3 separate regions of the Danio rerio genome follow, and regions 1 and 3 are each linked to region 2. A link is a contact called in public HiCAR-type data. All regions are on one chromosome and are shown on one strand. The core of a region is the stretch at or near the end of the contact, and the rest is flanking DNA. Distances in the headings are between cores, read along the strand shown.

Region 1 (3,735 bases), core at 220-2,719, 180 kb after region 2:
TATCCTATTTTGGTCTTGTCATGCATAGCAATTCACTCGAGAAACCAGTCATGGTCAGTGGAAGTAGGAGAAAAGGCCGCCCAAGAACTCGTTGGCTTGATACTGTCAAATCTTATACCAATATGAGCATGGGCAAACTCAAAGAAGCAGTGATTAATAAAACTGTGTGTAGGGGAATGATCCATAGAATGATCGACCTCAATTGAATGAATAATTAAAACTTTAATAAACAGTCAACAAACCTTTTAAGGTTCCATGGCACGTTTTCATTGTGGTCTGTGCTACTTGTAGTGCATTTCTGCATTTGCATGTGTATTTTCACACATAACAATCTATAAATATAATCAAGAAAAAGACATAATTGAAATAAAGTGTTTAATCGTTTCCCGCGTATAACAGTATTCACGAATAATAACTGACTGATAAAAATAAAAATAATTTAATAAAATTAATCCAGCTGAGGTCACAAACGGTACAAATGCTTATACCTGAATGTTTTTTAAATCATTATAGACCATTTCAACGTGGTGATGTGACTGGCCCATGAACATTTCCTGCTTGTTGTCAAACTATTTCACATCTTTAACAAGAGGCGATTCAATCATAACTTGTTGTTATAACAGCTATCGTAACATTATTTATCAACATTGCATATCCTGCGATGTGACTATTGCAAATGATTATATTGCGATATCGATGCGGAAACAATATATTGTGCAGCCCTCAAAATTCATTTTAGTATTCACCACAACTATTACAATAGCTGAAACCCTACTATTGGAACCTTTCAAAACATGAACAATAAAAACATTGAAAGACAATCACAATCCATTCAAATCAAACAGCTCAAACATTTAAGGCTCCAGACCACAAAACTACAGCCTTTGCTTTGCTTTATTGTGCTAATCTGGATGCCGATAGTTATCATTAAAGTGATCTGCTGTAAACCATCCTTAATCCTTCAAGATTTATCACGAAATTCTATTATCCAGAGGCTCAATGCAAAAACGAACCAACACCAATTCGCATAATCACAACAAGAACACGTGACTGATGAAAATGCCACATCATTAATGTAGCCACAATCCCCCCCATTCATTCCGATTCAGAAGTGCTTCTCGCAGCGACACGATCCCAACTTTTCAATGAAAGAAATGCTTACTGCAATATAAACTTCCATTCACAATCGCGCATAAGGAAAGCATTTGGTTGGGGGGCGGGGGGAATAAAGAGGCTTTGCATAATTTTCCACATTGACTCAAGAGTGCGTTCCTTGGCTTGGCTGCGGCTTCCGCTTTTATATTCCCCCAGCCTGTGATGCAGTTTGTGCTCAGTAAAATCCTGAGTGAGAAACTAGCCGAAGAAGCCAGAGACGGAGAGAGAGAGAGAGAGAGAGAGAGGAGTAGGATGTACCAGTGTGAGTTGGCAAGAGGCAGGATTTTCCATTGACACTGCCCTCCCCAAGGTTCCCCTGTCTCCTTTACTGTGGGACGTTCTCAGAGCCTCGGTTTCTCCTTCCTCTGATGGGACAGTGGTGCGGGGAGAGGGCCGTGTTTCCTGCTGTTCTCATCGACTGGGTTTTGGCTCGCCGATGGACGAGTGTGTTTTCCACACCAGGAAAAGAGACGGGGGAAAGAAGCAGGAGAGGTGGGAGGTTGAAGAAAAGAAAATAATACAATAAAGCCCTAAATGGAAAGGACTTTGCTGTTTAGATGTCACCTTGAAAAAGTGTTTTTGGTCTATGTATAGCTCTGAAATGCTCCTTGTATAATATTGTTGCAAAATCTCTTGTTATTATTGTTGTTGTTGTTTTAGACAATTAGTACTGCACTGAAGGAAAGGGCAAATGTAAAATTCATTGTATTTTGTACAATGACAATAAAGATTCTGATTCTGATTAACCTTGACCAGCAGATCTTTAACATTTTCAGATTTAAACATGGATAAATTTAAATGTATAATCTGTTCTCATTTTGATCCAGAGTGAAGCGAACAGACTCTATAAAGGCTTTGGTACTTGTAGTTTTATAACTAAAGCTTACATACTACTCTCACCTGTCTTTTGTCATTGACACTTTGCGATTTAAAGCATTCAAATGTATGCATTTGCACCTGCAGGGCTGCATTCTAGCGAGCTAGTTGGACAGGATGTTTTGGTCTGTGTGGTGTGTGTTTTGGTAACACTTGAGTGTGCACAGGCTCATCCAGTTACCACAGAGCCTTTGTCTTCAGCACACAGACACAGACCATCATGTGGCTTTGTGAATATTTTCTGACTCAAACTGTTTTGTTGTTTGAAAACCTCCAAATAAAAGAGTGCTTGTGGTTTAACTAAAATAAATTAAAATGACTTTAAATCAAAGCAATTAAATGCAATACTGACATAAAAATATAGTTATTTTATAAAGTGGAGAAATTATAACAAGATAAAAATCAAGCAGAAATATGCAAAATAAAATGAAAATATAAATAAAAATAAAAGATATTTCTTTATTCAAAATAATAAAAAGCTAACTATAATAAATTTGTAAGTTTATGCACCAAATAACAAAATCTAAAAAAAAATCTAGTTATTTTTATACAAAAATGTAAAATAATAAACTGACAAAATCACAAAACTGAAATCACCAAAAAATTTTACATAAATAAAATTAGGATAAAATTAATAAAAGTTTAAATAAAATATAAAAATAAAAGCTTTCATTTTATTTAAAAATAATAAAAGACTAACAAGAATAATGCTTTTTTTATGCACTAAAACGACAATCTAAAACTGAAAAAGATTTTTTATATAATAAAATCACAAAATAAAAATCACAAAAACAAACTGAAATCAAGACAAAAATGTAAAAAATAAAATATATAAATAAAAAACAAAATAAAAATTCTTTTAAAGTGTGCAAAATAAAATATAAAAAAAGGCTTTTATTTTAATTCAAAGTAATAAAACAAACTAACTAAAATAAACGTTTAAGATTATACACTAAAATGACCAAATCTAAAATTGAAATGAAAGTAAATTAATTAAAACAAATTTGATAACTGAAAACTAAAAGCTCATATAAAATAGGAACAAATGCTAACAAAAATAAATACATCAATTAGCAAATCTAAAGTACAAAAAAAAGTGAAAACCCTGTTCAAGTAAAACCTGATTTTCAATGTAAATCATTCAATTAAAAAGCAGAAACCAATTTCCCTGATAATTAGTCCCCTATGTTGACATAAAGTGAGCATACCGAACAAACATCATCATTTACAACATGATCGGATTTGAAAGCCAGATGTGAGCGATGCACGGTGTGAACAAAAGCCTGCAGTCTGACTGACCCAACAAAAGCAAACAGATGAGCAGTGGCCTACATGAACACCGCCTGCGCCCTCATGCCACACTCCTCCATCTCTCCTGCCAGACGCTCAGCCAACAGCAGTCGGGCAGCTGGGAGCGTTTTAGACCAACATTTGCACCAGGTTTCAACCATAAACAATGAGCTCATTCTTTCGCATCTGCTCCCAGAGACGCCTGCACTCACGCTGGAGCTCGCAGTTTTTAAGGCCAGACATTACAATAACATTTTGTTTAACATTGGATCTGTCAGTTTTTAGATTTTAGGTCTTTTGGCTTTTAATGAAGTGCCTTTTTATCAGTCGAATGTAAAGTAAACGTACAAAATACACATAAAAAAAAACTACTTTTGTTGCATGTTTAAACTACTTATTTAAAATGAGTTGAAA
Region 2 (4,284 bases), core at 1,286-3,785:
TTGGCTGATAGCCATGTAATATTCTGCAAATAGCAGCACTCCTACAGCCTCTTCACCTTACACACTTGTGTATTACTACGCCCACATACAGCAACAAGCAGTTTGACACTGTACAGTTTGACAAACATTGCTGCTGTTGGACAAAATAATACACTTTTGAGGCTGTTTTGGTCGAGAATTGTTGCTTAGATTGCAACTTTGCAGTTTATTTATACATTTTAAAAATTTTAATTTCAGAGCATCGGATTCAGTGCATTGGCCGCCATCAACCTGTCTGAGCCAATGACGGTTGACGTTCCCCCACAAGATGGCAACAGAGACTTTATAACAAGTCCTTAGAGGAGATAAACAGCATTTTCTCAGCATAAGTTTCAAACTACAGCTGAACAAGTCATTATAAATCAGGTAAGTGACATTCTAAGTCCATCTCTCTCTTTTGTATTTTGTATTGCTGTATTTATATCACAGAAACTGGTAGTGGTTGCTTTGATCTGGCTTATTTGGGGTTAATTATTGTGATATCCTGATTGCAACAGAGAAATACAGGAAAATCGCTGTAGATTGATAGCATGTCATGCCGTTCAGCCTTATAATCTTAAAATTTGAGCAAAAATCACCTGTTTTGTCATCACTTTGGACATAACGCTAGAGAGTCATTCAAACACTAGCTCTAAAGTGACATTTGTGAATGAGCAACACTTTCTGCAGCTGACATCAGTACAGCAGATGTGAAGGAATGGCGGAAGAAAGTAGTTCCTCGTACAAAAGGGTTTTCAGACTCTCTGTGTTTAATTTTCTTTTTTACACACACGATTATGCCGTTAAACTGTTTATAAATGCAATATCACACGAGTAGCATTGCACTATGGCTGTATATTCTCACTGCTTTAAGCCAACGCACGCCTTCCACCAGTGCCGATATACAGCCATGTCGCACTGCTACTCGTATTATGATATATTATATTATATTATATTATATTATATTATATTATATTATATTATATTATATTATATTATATTATATTATATTATGTTATGTAATGTAATGTAATGTAATGTAATGTTATGTTATGTTATGTTATATTATATTTGTTATAATTCTAAAAAAACAATGTATTTATGTATTTATTTATTTTACTGTCGTACCAAAATCATCACCATATTTCAAACGCCTACATTTTGGGTCGATAAAAGTGCGACGAGACTGGGTCAGAGGTCAACCTGTACAACACTTCCAACTTGCCATCTTAATCCCTTGTTTGTGTGTGTGCGTGTCTCTGTGTGTATACGTGTGTGTGTAGGTGTTTGTCGTGTGGGTTATGACTATCCTGGCTAATAGGGTCAGTGCTGTAGGCAAATATTCCTGCGGTCCTTCCCTCTCTCTCTCTCTCCCTCTCGCTTCAACAGCTGTGAACTTGAACTCTTATTTACCTACGTGTGTTGAATTACACACTGCAGTCAAACACAAACACACACACACTTACAAAGGCTCACACAGCAGTGAAGATCTGGCGTGCTACAGACTTTCTATAGATTACTCGCATAAAGAAAATCTGATGTTTTAGTTCATTTAGAGGGCATTTCATAATGTTTCTTTGTTTAATGGCATAGACAGAAGTATTAGTGCAGTAAGGGTTTACTTACAAATTCCTACAAAACAATTTGCCAAAAAAGGTATTTGAATAAGACACAAGATTGTTTAAAGGGCAGAGTTTAACCAAATACAGTAGTTTTATGCAAAAATAGGAACTGTGTGTACTATTTTGAGTCGTGATGTCTCTCTTGGAACATATTGGTCTTGATCCAAATTATTTTACAGTAAATAATCTGTTGCTTGTTTATGTGTATACCTTGAATTACACATGTTTGGGTCACTAAAAGTCCCCACAAGTATAGCAATACCAGTCAATTTCGAGTCTTATTAAAATCACACATAACCTAGTATTTTGAAAGTGTAAAGATGCCGATTGTTTTGGGGTAGGATTGGTGTAGAGGGATAGAATATACAGTTTGTACTGTATACAATTATTACGACTATGGGAAGTGCTCATAAAGATAGCTGTACAAGTGTGTGTGTGTGTGTGTGTGTGTGTGTGTGTGTGTGTGTGTGTGTGTGTGTGTGTGTGTGTGTGTGTGCTGGGTAACATCAGTGTAGTTTGCCGGTGTCAACTTACACATTCAGGTCTGACCACAGCAGGCTTCAGCTGTGCTTGGCTCTGAACTGACTTGAGGATGCAAAAGATGAAGTAAGACAGGAAGAGCAGGGAGGAGAGAGGAAGAACGGTCCCAAAAAAGATGAGGAGAGCGAAGCAGGAGGTCTTGGAGAGGTGAACTAAACGAGTGTGAACTTGAGGAAAGAGCGTAAAGAGAGTTGTAGCTGGACTGAAGAGGTGGGTAAGGAAGGGTTAAGCGTTCGACTGGTGCAGCACAACAGGAAGGCTGTTCTTGGGCCCGACTCCAAACAGATGTTCAATTGTTTCAGAGCTGTGCTTACACTGTTGGACTGCGTTCCAGCACTCAAGGGAGGAGGAGGGGCCGAAAAACTCAGAGAACCAGCTGCGGATGAGGACGGAGAGAGAGAGAGAGATAGAGAGAGAGGTGTGGGAGGCTGAAATGCAGTTTTTTTTCCTTCAACAAAAAAGGCATGTGTGTGTTCCAAAAAAACATTACCCCCAGGGAAGAGGGTAGGACAGAGAGATTCAAGCTTTTTTTTTTCTCTGCATAAACAGCACTTTGAAGTGGGCGACGGAGGCTGGGGAGCCGCTGCATATGCAAACAGCTTCAGTGTCAGAGCTGCGGTACGGATCTGCTGCTCCCCCGAGGCCTGATCTGCTGCTCCACTGGTGTCTCACCTCTCACCTGCTTTACTGCACCATTATTCCCACAACATGTCATGACCGATCCTACAAGGAAATATCAGCTTTCATTTGCATAACATTTCAGTCCAAAAAAGAAAGGAAATTCTATTTAGCAAGGATCTGCAGGGTCGTCGTCCAATCAAAAAAACATAACAAAACAAATCTAATTCTTAAAACGCCTCATAAATCACACAGAATGAAGTTTAATGAAAATGTAAACATGCTAATTGTTCCCAGTGAGAGTTGGGTTTAGGGGTAGTGTTGGGGTAGAGGGATATAAAATACAGTATGTAGAGTATAAAAATCATTATGTCTATGGGACTATGGGTCTATGGATTTTTTCTTTCACTTTTGTCAATTGGTAAAGTTTGTTCCTTGCTTGGTTAGGGACTTATGGAGCTATACATTGTTGGATTTGATTGTTAGTGTTTTGTGACAGTTTTATTACACCAAACTGAACTAAACTGAACTTCACTTGTGAAAACTGGACTGAAGCAGTTTAGATTTACCAGATATTTATCAAGATTGTGCGTGTGTGCTGGAACCAGGTCATGAGACATTCTACAAGAAAATGGCATACAGTCAACCAAAAAAAAAAGAAGTTACCCAGCAGGCACACAACATACTGTAATATGTTAAAATTAGGTTAGATTTAGGTCATGATTTCAGGTGACCAAATTTCAATGTTAATTCAGCGTCTAAAAACCTTATTTTGACGTCCAATAACGACGGCAAATACGTTGCTATTTGGTTGATTTTAGGTTGTGTTGGAAAGTGGCCGAAATTCAACGTCTTATAGATGTCATAGTGGTTACATCCACACAACGTCAAGGTGTAACATGATTAGACATCGATATTTGGTTGATTTTAGGTTGGACATTGATGTCGGTCTGACGTTGGGTTCTGATGTCAGCCTGATTTTCATCTCCAAACAAAATCCAACATCCCCACGACGTTGGGTATGTTTGGGTAGAACGTCAATATGACGTCGTGTTGACGTCCTGTGCCTGCAGAGTTATTTTGCTTGACTCATCAGTCTATGTGAAATAAAAAAATCAATTCTTCTTCTTTTTTTTTTAAGGAGCAGCTTCATTAATCAAAAAAAACCTTCCTCCTCTTCTTGCCTTGATGCATCTTCTTTTCTCTGTGAGATCATCCAATAGCAAACTACAAGCATCCAATCAAAATCAGATGGACAAAAGTATAGGGAAGACATATAGGCAAGATATATTGTAAAATAGGACGGGTCCCTGCTGAAACCGGAAAATATGATGTGCCAGAGGTGGTCAAGTTTGGTCCTGGAGAGCCACAGTCCTGCAGAGTTGAGCTCCAGCCCTAATCAAACACTCCTGAACTGATGTATACTTCTGCATCGAGTAATCAGTGTGACCCACGGCGCATGCCTTGCGTGTTGCCGCATGGAAAG
Region 3 (3,755 bases), core at 46-2,545, 160 kb after region 2:
AGTGTCACAAAAAGGACAGAAAGAGAGAGAGCAAGAATTTTGAATTTTACAATAAAACCACCATATACACAAATAATACATGCAAAAACAACTAAGAAAATGCAGATCACCATCAAATACAGTAAACAGAGGCTTAAAGCTAATAGAAAAGGTTTCATTGTAAGCACAAAATTATTTCAATACAACATCAACAAAAACAGAGAGAGAAATAGAGAGAGGGAGAGGGGAGGAGGAGGAGGAATAAGAGGATTCCTCAGAGAGGCATAAATCTATGACTCATTTAGTCTCAAACTTAAAAGCATCTAAGAGCAAGATAATCACATTTCAATGTTTTTCGAAAGTTGTTGAAATTGCTGAGGCTGGACCCTAATGGACGCGTATTGATCTACGAATGTGTACATGTTGCTTTCTTCTAGCATGTCTTACCTCATGTCTACTAATAGCCAGATCTCTCATTAGAAGCAGCTTAATTCTGACTGATGCCCGATAACCGATATTATAAATCTATATGGTTTTGTCTGTTGCTTTTTAAAGAAAGAAGTGTACCAAATGATGTAAATCAGTGTAAAATTTTATTTTATTGTCAACAAGCATAGGTAAAACCACAAACTAATTTTTTGCAGATGAATATTGTTCTAATATTATTTGTATTTATTTTATTCATTGACAACTTTGAGGATTATTATTATTATTAGTATCATAAAAAATCTGTTTTATTATATATATATATGTGTGTGTGTGTGTGTGTGTGTGTTTGTGTGTGTGTGTGTGTGTGTGTGTGTGTGTGTGTGTGTGTGTGTTTTTCTTTTTACATAAAATCAAATAAGCAAGCAAATAAATAAACAATAAGCTTGTGTTAATAATTAAAAACAGCAAGTATATGATAATTCTGATTTGTTATAGAAAACTAATTCTAAATTTTGAAATGATAAACTATAGGAGTGTGACAATGTTTATTATATTATGAAAGTGTTATTATAATTATTTCAGATAAAATGTCAAATACAAATTCCAATATATTATAATATTATTATAATAATATTCTAAAATAACAGTAATGATACAAAAACAAACAGATTTTATAAGGCCAAATCACATCTTTTTTTGTCTATATTTGACAATGGGAGATTCTAAAGTTTCCTGGGAGTGTGAGACAGTTGTGAACTTGCTTCTTTCTGGCTTCGCGAATGGCAGTCGTTTCTAGAAAAGTTCAAACGCAGTGACAGTTTAAACCCCCTCAGGAGAGAAGCCTCTTTCAGCCAGGACTCGTTTCTTTCCCTTTCGCCTCCTTTTCTCGCTCTCGTTTTAATGACTGCCTTTCAGCGCTGTCAAAGGAGCCGCCATCGTGAGCGCACTCATAAAAATATTCAGAGAGCCTCACCGAAAAATTCCAGCATTTATGACCTCATAAACATAGAAAGCGTCGGAGAGAGAGATTTCTCTCATTCCTCATATGAAGGGGAGGAAAGACTGATCGAAGGAGAAGAGGCTTGGTGACAGCTATGACTAAAACGAATGTGCAAAAGTGACATTTAAAAAGTTTTTATATGTTTCACAGTCACACGCAAGACTTTCGAAGTGTGCTTCATTTGATAGTAGGTGCACTATAGAGTGCGCATTTTCCTAGGTGTTTATTGTTTTCATTGTCTTCTGTAGTTTGTTGTTTCTCTTGTCCCATCTCTGTTTTTTTCCTTACGCAATGAAACAACAGCCCTGTTCATTGTTGCCACCTTGTAGACACACTAGTAATAGTGTGCAGACACTGGCACTCAAAACATGCGCACTAGAAAGAATGCATTTTCACTTGTGTCTGTTGTTTTTGCTGTCTTCAGTAGTATGTTGCTGTTCTATATGTATCTTTTTACATTATATGTTCAGTGTTGCCCTCTTATGGACAAACTCTCTGCGCTGGATATTTATTTTGACACCATATGCTGACGTAAAAAAATATACAAAAAAATTCAAGACGAAATTAGCATCATATACTATATGCTTAGCCTAGCATACTTGTAATAAACAGAGCCTGCTTTGGGTATCATCAAGCAATCCCAGTATAACTGAGATGGCTATAATATACACTATACAATTAAATAAAAATGTAGTCAAAATGCCGGAAAACACACCTCTTTTTAGCATCAACATGGACACGTATCAATATCTGTGGATTAGCACACATGATGTGTGTGTAGGCATGTCCTGTTTCCAGACAGCTGGCCTGGGACTGTGGTCTCAAACACACACACACACACACACACACACACACACATTCACTTGTGCTCAATGTTACTTTGGGCCAGTGGAACAGTGCGAATATTTCGGTAGTCTCTGCGGAGTCAAACGCACATGTCTATACATGTGACGGACTGAAAGAAGTGCCAAAACAAACACGCACTCACACAGAATAGGAAACATGGCCTACACACACTCATTCTGGGAGATGCAGAGGTCACAAACTCCTGAAAGAAATGAAAGGGGGGAAATGAAAGAATGACTGATTCAGGAGATGAGGACGAGCGATGTTGAATTAGCCAGTTCAGACAAGATCGCGTGTGGGTTGTCTTTTTGACACGGTAATCCAGATATTATTGAGGCTAATCCCACTATTCTCAATCACTTTCGCTCCTTCAAACTGGAACATCTCAAAAACTCATTTGAGAAGTATTTTAGCTATTTTGCCAATATACTAACGTCAACTTTACACTTTTTTTTTACAACCTCTTCAAAGAAATTGCCTAAATGTTGGTATCAAACTTACTCGGAAACAGTCCGTTAGCATTTCTTATGGTGGATGAGTCTCTGCATTGATCTTGTGGGCCAGCCTGAATCCCCTGTACAAGAAGTTTGGCCGGAGAAGAAATGATCTCGCTTAACTAAACCTGGTTTTTCTCAAGGTTTCTTCCTTCACTTTTGTCAATTGGTGAAGCTTTGGTACTTGCCACTGGCTTGCTTGGTTTGGGACTTGTGGAGTGCCACATCAATGGATTTGCTCTTCAGTGTTTGGACTTTCAGCAGTGCAATTTAAACCACATTGAACTAAACTAAACTGAACTTCAACTCTTAAAAACCACACTGACACAGTTTCAATTTCAATTTACTAGAACTTCTATATTAAGCTGCTTTGAAACAATCTACATTGTAAAAGCACTATAGAAATAAAGATGAGTTCATTTGTGTGGCTAATTTTCAAATTTGTTGTGCTTACTGATTAGCTAAAACTGAAGCAGTCATCACAGAGACAGATATGATTTCTCAAGACATTTCAACTGTCTGGGCTTTTTTTTTTTTTTTTTTTTTTTTTGAGGTATTTCAAAAATCGATTACAGACATTTAACTGCTGTGCTCATGCAATGCTGATGCAACTTCCAGTATCAAAAGTTCAGAAGTTTGGGGTCATTAAAATTTTTCTTTTGAAACAAATAACTACTTTTATTCAGGATGGATTAAATTATTTAAGAGTTATACAAATACATTTATTAATTATTTAATGAATTCTATTTAAAAATAAATAGGTAGCTTTCCCCCTTTTTACTATTTACTATTTATCAGGAGCTACAGAAAGGACTTATTTTAGTTTTAGCTGGTTTTAATATTGACAACAATAATAAATAAATGTGTTTTGAGTATTTCCCAGTACTGGGTTGCAGCTGGCATAGATATATACACTAGATATCGCATACGGACCCTGAGCATGCATAAATAGCACCGTCACATTTGTACAGTGCTCCGAGGACAAAAGTCATGCAACTGCACTAATC

Evidence for each region. HiCAR-type assays count read pairs that join an accessible place to other places.
Region 1: a contact with region 2 is called in a HiCAR-type map of caudal fin, with 7 times the contacts expected there. The contact joins two enhancer-like sites. A contact is called at or near these places in 1 of 18 Hi-C or Micro-C datasets (caudal fin) and 1 of 4 datasets of contacts at active chromatin or transcription factors (caudal fin).
Region 3: a HiCAR-type map of caudal fin shows a contact between it and region 2, with 5 times the contacts expected there. The contact joins two enhancer-like sites. A contact is called at or near these places in 1 of 18 Hi-C or Micro-C datasets (caudal fin) and 1 of 4 datasets of contacts at active chromatin or transcription factors (caudal fin).

The regions. Positions count from the first base shown.
Region 1 is chr8:19,317,277-19,321,011 of GRCz12tu, forward strand. All of the region lies in intron 1 of skia (v-ski avian sarcoma viral oncogene homolog a), which reads right to left. It also overlaps a transcript of LOC137496334 not described here. Among named protein-coding and RNA genes, the nearest start is that of skia, 56 kb to the right of the region's middle. Within about 2 kb of position 1,470, at least 17 of the 62 cell types and tissues checked have an H3K27ac peak or open chromatin away from gene starts, as enhancers often do. A contact at or near this core is called in caudal fin, where this site is marked.
Region 2 is chr8:19,139,751-19,144,034 of GRCz12tu, forward strand. It overlaps LOC137496334 (a long non-coding RNA gene), which reads left to right. Exons shown (of 6, transcript XR_012384205.1): 2 at 238-405. Among named protein-coding and RNA genes, the nearest start is that of dimt1l, 99 kb to the left of the region's middle. Within about 2 kb of position 2,536, at least 33 of the 62 cell types and tissues checked have an H3K27ac peak or open chromatin away from gene starts, as enhancers often do. A contact at or near this core is called in caudal fin, where this site is marked.
Region 3 is chr8:19,296,111-19,299,865 of GRCz12tu, forward strand. The region is part of intron 1 of skia (v-ski avian sarcoma viral oncogene homolog a); the gene reads right to left. All of the region lies in intron 4 of LOC137496334 (a long non-coding RNA gene), which reads left to right. LOC141375609 (a long non-coding RNA gene) reads right to left here. Exons shown (of 2, transcript XR_012384207.1): 2 at 3,400-3,755. Among named protein-coding and RNA genes, the nearest start is that of skia, 77 kb to the right of the region's middle. Within about 2 kb of position 1,296, at least 4 of the 62 cell types and tissues checked have an H3K27ac peak or open chromatin away from gene starts, as enhancers often do. A contact at or near this core is called in caudal fin, where this site is marked.